Linked DNA regions of Rattus norvegicus: region 1 is linked to region 2. Evidence: chromatin contacts called from public Hi-C data. All regions are on one chromosome and are shown on one strand. The core of a region is the stretch at or near the end of the contact, and the rest is flanking DNA. Distances in the headings are between cores, read along the strand shown. Region 1 has its middle 42 kb from the start of Tbc1d9. Region 2 overlaps Tbc1d9 (TBC1 domain family member 9).

The links. A called contact is a pair of places that touch in the nucleus more often than the background predicts.
Region 1: a Hi-C map of liver shows a contact between it and region 2, with 3 times the contacts expected there. The contact joins two enhancer-like sites. A contact is called at or near these places in 5 of 12 Hi-C or Micro-C datasets (the A7r5 cell line, frontal cortex, liver and 2 more).

What each region holds. Positions count from the first base shown.
Region 1 is chr19:41,888,484-41,891,583 of GRCr8, forward strand. No RefSeq gene overlaps it. Among named protein-coding and RNA genes, the nearest start is that of Tbc1d9, 42 kb to the left of the region's middle. Within about 2 kb of position 1,523, at least 4 of the 93 cell types and tissues checked have an H3K27ac peak or open chromatin away from gene starts, as enhancers often do. A contact at or near this core is called in liver, where this site is marked.
Region 2 is chr19:41,775,096-41,778,433 of GRCr8, forward strand. Tbc1d9 (TBC1 domain family member 9) reads right to left here. Exons shown (of 21, transcript NM_001415072.1): 8 at 2,435-2,605; 9 at 1,485-1,635. Among named protein-coding and RNA genes, the nearest start is that of Ucp1, 55 kb to the left of the region's middle. Within about 2 kb of position 1,831, at least 8 of the 93 cell types and tissues checked have an H3K27ac peak or open chromatin away from gene starts, as enhancers often do. A contact at or near this core is called in liver, where this site is marked.

The sequences.
Region 1 (3,100 bases), core at 273-2,772, 110 kb after region 2:
AGAGATAGGGGAAGCCCTGAAAAAGGAGACTGTCCCTGAGGGATAGATGTCACCTACACCTTCAAGGGTGTTGTTCGCTTGTTGCATCAAGATGATCCCAATTTCAAGGTTTGGAGATGTGATGATGAGTCAAGAGGCTCTCCTGGAGCTAACAGTGTTTTCTGAAAACCCATTCCCTGTGGTGCATTGTAGATGTGTTCATGAGCAGGAAGTACAAACCAAGGGATCTAACAAATGGTGCCCAAATTTATGGGGCTCATTTGATAAACTGATTTCTTCTTATCATGTCACAGTTCAAGGCAGGAGGGGAATCTCTGCTCCAGGAAGTTGTTCAGGGACTCAGGCTTGCTCAACATGGCTTTCCTGGCATTGCTGAGTCACCCTTTGAACATTCCACCATCAGCTGGCATATAAATAGAAGGAATATTTTTAAAAGGAAGTGGTTACCCTGTCTAGGAGTTGGGAAAACCTCCCAGCATTGAAGTAGACTCAGAGGGGATGGGTAACTAGACATTCTGCAGAGGGTAAATCATGACAATGTTATAGAATCGTAGGAAAACAGTACGTTACAGTAAGAACCAGAGTCACAGGTTGGTGCCTCTGCTGTCTCCCTAGATGTTGGTCTAGAGCTGGGCGTGGCTCACATAGTAGTTGCTCAGCTAATATGAATTGACTGAGGAATGAAGTGAGCCCCATCACGTCAGACTTTCAATTTAGGGCCTACGTTGTCGGTTAGGAAACGTTTATGTGAGCCAACTGCTGGCAACAGGAGACAAGGTTTGTGTGTCTGTGTAGATGCGAGGACGCAGTGCCTTTTAACACGAGGTCTTGGGGCTGGAGAGATGACTCAGCAGTTAAGAGCATTTATCGTTCTCATAGAAGAACCAGGTTCAATTCCCAGCACCCACAGGCGGCTTACGGCTGTGGCTAACTCCAGGTCCAGGGGATCGAACACCCTTTTGCATGCATGTGGGCACAGACATACAGATGAGCAAACCCACACACATAAAATAAATACAAAATAAATTTTAAAAAAAGTTCCTGTTTTGTAGGCCTGGATGGCTTGGAACTTGATACTTGTGGCAATCCTCCTGCTTCTGCTTCTAGAGTCCAGGGATTACAGGTGTATGCTACCACGCCAGACTGGACAATTATTCTGAAGAAATAATGAAGCAGAGAAAACTCGTCAGGCCCTTAATTGTGGCTACTGGTCCAAGACAGGAAATTGGGTTTAATTTGTTCCTGGGACCAAGAAATGAGAAGTGATTCACAAATGCCAAGTGTGTTGGGGACGAATAATGTAGTCACGGCTCTCTCCGGAGCCACAGTTCTTCCTGTAGTCTGTCCACCATGTCTGGGTTTCATTGTCCTAATGAATCTCTGCAGGGGCAGGGTGAGCAGGCCGCTAATGAAGCCTGAGTCGCCTGGTGGTCTGAGGGAGTTGAGCTCTCCCTTTTATCTTCTGGAGAATGAGGAGACCGTGACACAGCAACTGCTTTCTCCAAGCACTCAGGGAAGTTCCATGCTGCAAGCTCCCCAGGCCTTGCAAAGAATAGGAAGTGTTTGTGGGAAGTGAAGCTACCCTGGCTGACCTCTGCTCTTGGTTCAATTTTTTTTCTCACTTTGTCTTCCTCCCATTGCTCTGAATGCTCTTCTGGCTTAACAGAATCCTTTAGTTAAAGCTCTTGATGTTTAGAATGGTGGAAAACTTAAAATTCAGGCTTTATCATTGAACTATGTACACACACACACACACACACACACACACACACACACAAGGATAATCAAAGCAGATCTGATTGTTCTCCTCTTAAAACTGTAGCTTGGCTCAGGACATAGGCCCACACCTGTAATCCCATAATTCTGGGGAGTAGAGGCAGGAGGATTAGGATTTCAAGCCCAGCGATGGGTACATAGTAAGGACCAGGACACCTTTGGTTCCTCAGGACTCTGTTCAAGGTCTTTCCCCTGGAATAGCCGTGTTCCAAGGTCAGCGAGTTGCGAAGGACTCTGTGGCCAATGCACGCTGGAGGGGGGAATCATATTTCAGCCTGACTACGTTGCTTTTTTCTTGACCTTGTCAAAGATTCTTCCTTTTTCTGTTTTAAGTTATCAGTTTTATAGGTATGAATGTTTTACCTGAACATATGCAGTGTGTATCTGCGTGCAGTGTCCTCAGAGGTCCGAAGGAGGCATTAGCTCTCTTGAAACTGGAGTTACAAATGGTTCTGAACCACCCTGTGGGTGCTGGGAACTGAACCTGAGTTCTCTGGAAGAGCAGCCAGTCACCGAAACCCCTTTCTTTTGAGAATGGAGTCGTTTATCTTTATATAAGAAGTCAGTGAGAGGGAGAAAGTGCCCTTCAGCCTTGCAGACCTCAGAGTGAAGTGTGTGGGCAGCCGGGAGTGCTTAGTGAAAACTCTACGGAAGTGGAACGTCTCGCTCTACCCAAGACTGGGGAACTCAGTGACATTTTAATTTTGAAATTGGTACCTCCTTGATAGTTTGAAAGTATGTGCTGACGTAAGCCAAAAGGCAGAAAACAGAGACTAGTGCAATATCTCATCATCCCAAGGTTATGAATGCTAACATTTTCTTAGGCATCCCTGCAGGTCTCGTCTGTACAGGACTTTACCAGGACTGAACTTCAAGGATTGCCCATATAAGGCAAACACTGTTCCACCCAGCTCGGTCTACATCCACTTGGTCTTGTTTATTGATTCTCTTTATATCATTAAAATGATAGGGCAACTGAAGTTCTGTATATTCCTACAAAGTGAACCATTTCCCCATTTTTGATGAATTGGCTGAAAAACATTTGAGGAGGAGTATTCTAAACTAAGTGTGGACACATTTTTTTTTTTTAAAGGGCCAGGTAGTAAGCATAGACTGTGGTCCTGTGTCTCTCTCCCACCCGAGTTAACAAATGAGACTGTGTTCTAATGAAACTTTATTTACAAGCCACACAGGCTATGGTCTTTTAAAGATTTATTTATCTATTTTGTTTACACTGCAGCTGTCTTCAGACACACCAGAAGAGAGCATCGGATCCCATTACAGATGGTTGTGAGCCACCATGTGGGTGCTGGGAATTGAACTC
Region 2 (3,338 bases), core at 581-3,080:
CTTAGAGAGCACCACGCTCGTAAGAGCGGTATTTGGTGTTTTCTGAAATATCACCTTTTGAAGCACTTGGTAGCCCAGGCTGGCCTCAGACTTGTAGACAGTGTCCTGCCTCAGCCTCCCTCCCTACTTTTAGGATTACAAATACCTACACCCATGCCTAGCTCAAGAGAGTTCCTGGGTCTGGTCTACACAATAAAATAGGGGGGTTAAAAAATCAAACAAACCAAATTTACACAAAATAGATAAAACCATTTATCTTTAACTTTTGTTTTTAGGATTTGATCTTCTTATTTCTAAGATGTATCTCATGGTAGTCAATTTTACCATTTCTGTCTACTTTTGGAAAGGTCTACAAGCATTAAGGTTTCCTTGTAAAGCCCAGTGACTTTATTTTTAAGTTTCAGTACCATTTGTTTTTAAGTGAAAAGGTGTGATAATGGTACTTGGGTGGGGCCACCTCTGGGTTCAAATAAAAACATATTCCCACGGGCTTAGACTGGTAACATTTCCTGTCTTCATCCAGCTGAGGCAGTGGTCTATGGTTAAAATGAAGATTGGTGATAGCAAGGGTGTGTGTACTCTGATGGTTGGGCTACATACAAGAATCCCGAGGTGCTTAGATGTTTCCAGATGGCAGAAAAATAGCAGTGGCTTCTCTGAAATGACTAAAATACTTTTTAAAAATCGAGTGCAAAAAAATCCACAGAAATTAGTTCACCATTTTAGATAACTTTTATTGTGGCATATTGTTATAACGGCTTTATTTTTATCGTTGTTGATTTGAGTGTGTGTGTGTGTGTGTGTGTGTGTGTGTGTGTGTGTGTGTGTGTGTGTGTAGGAAAATCTATAGTATATACAGGATTGAATACTGTTGCACGTGCTGGCTGAGGGGAAGGGGGTGTGTGTGTCTTGGAAAGCAAACCCTGAGGACAGAGAGTAGTGCAAATAGGAGAATAGCAGTCACTCCTCGCTGGGAGACCGTCCTTCAGTGGTTTAGATGCCAGGAAGTGCTCCATGCTCCGGTAAGTTCCCTCTCCCCCATGCTTGGAAAAAGAAGCCTAATGGAGCTCACTGGCTTGCTAACTAGACTTCAGTGAATTCTCCCTTTAGTCAGCCACTGGTCCCCTAGCTGGGGTGAGCAGAGAGATGAACATTCCCATCTCCACAGGAAACAACTGGGTCCACTGACGTATTCTCAATGATGTCAACATTGCCTGGAGGAGACAGCACTTCTACTCATAAAGCATCACACTTCTACTTCAGATTCTTCCTCCCCCTCAGCCTCGCTGGAGAAGCAGAGGCAGCCACTGGATTGGAGGATGGGAACTGTTGACCTTGGAGACCTCCCTGTGAAGGAAGGTTACTAAGGACAGACTTCAGAACTGGGTGACTTAGGTCTCTTATCTCAAAGGACTTTGGCAGTGTGATGGAGGCTGGAAGGAAGCCCCAGTCATCCCCGCGACGCTGCTCTTAGCTCTCCCTACCTGAAAGCAGCAGCCAGAGCTCCCCGCGCATGCGCTCTGGGATGCCCTTTAGCACCAGCTCGCGGGTCTTCTCCGTGCGGTACATGCAGATCCCCTGCCCATACTCAGCAAAGTGAATCTTCCAGGCTTGTTCTTTCAAAAACTCTTTGGCCTGAAAGACATAGTGAACATGACCCATCCGGTGACCGGAGGTCCTGAGACCATAATGAAAGATCAGACTGTGATCTGGTGAACCGACAGTTGACTCTGAGCAGAACTCCTGAGAGTGTAGAACTCTGGATGTTTAGAGGTCTTTCCGAATTTTATCCAACCATAGCCTGTTCTATCAGCGTCTCCTGTTCAGTATTTACTTACTTGAAGGGAGATTAACCATTAACCAGTAGAACGCTGATCATACTTGTGGTTTTAGGTGTATACCCCTGTGAATGTTTTAGATGTGGACTGAGAAAGCAGTCTTATTTGTCGTTTGGTTTACACAGTAGTTTAAAAAAAAAGTACCGAAGAAAAAGAAAAGTAGTCACACAGGTACTGTGACCCTTATGGTTTCCACAAGTCACTCTGCAAGCCAATGACACACTTAGACAAAAACTGTTTTCCTTTTCTTTTTCTTTTCTTTTTTGAAAAAAAAATGTTACAGGTATCTCTACAAACACTTAAGGCCATTTCTATTGATGGTGGTTTTAATTGCAATAAAAGTATCTACTCAGGGACAGGAGAGATGGCTCAGTGCTCAAGGGTAGACAATCAGAATTCAGATCCCAAGATCTGCATAAAAGGACAGGAATCTTGAAATTGCCTGCAGCTCCACCTCCAAGTGATCCCCTCTGACTTCGATCTGCTTATACACACGCACGCACACACTCATGTACAAAAATATCTAAAATCTTAAACCTTTTTGTTTTCTTTTGTTCTAACACAGCACGTTTCAGGGGACAGAAAGATGTCCCTACCAATTTTGGGTTGAATTCTTCAGGAGATCGCCGCCGGTACATGGTCATGAGGGTTTGTGTGGCTGTGGGGACGCTGTTGCCGTTAAGGTTAAAGGGGCGCTCTCCATCAGCGTCTGAGCTGGTGCTTCTCTGGGGACTGGAGGAAACAAGGCTGCTGGGCCGAGAATACACCTGTCAGGAGAGGGACACATAAGGTGAGGATGGGCCTGGAAGCACAACTTACTTTGCTGTTCTGCACAACACGAACAGCTAGGTGTGTTCTCCTCGTTGCTATGTGGAGAAGCAGGAAGTGCCAGGAAGTCAACACCTCTCAGAAGTCACACTGGGGCAAAGTCTCGAACTGCCATTCCAATGCTCCAAGCCAGCGCTCCAAGCTGCCTTCCCAGGGCCTGGCGAGTAGCTCGGCTGGTAGAGTGTTTACTTACTATGCACAAGGCCACACAAAAATGGAGTGAGGTGGCCTAGGACTATAATCCCAGCACTCAGGAGATGGAGCCAGGAGGATCAAAAGTTCAACAGAGGGAGGGGGAGGGGGAGGGGAAGAAAGGAAAAGGAACAAAAGAAAAACTGTTCAAAGATTTCTATCATTTGCAGAGAAATCAGAGTACTATTGTCCAGTAAACTTAAAACATTTAATAAAAACATTTCCCTTGGTTTATCTCAATAAAAGTGTTTGATTATCCGATTCACTGGTTTGCCTCCATGCATGACATAGCAGAAGCATTGACTGTTTTGCTAGTTTCTGGCATCTCAAAAATGTTACAGATGTGATGAGGCAGTAGCCTGCCGTCTTTAAAAAAGGGTTTAGCTAACTGAAACGTCCTCGGCCACTCCAGCGAGCTGCTATATTCTCAGGGCCCCGGTTTCTCTGGATGGTGGTCTGATAGGCAATCCATCACAGAAG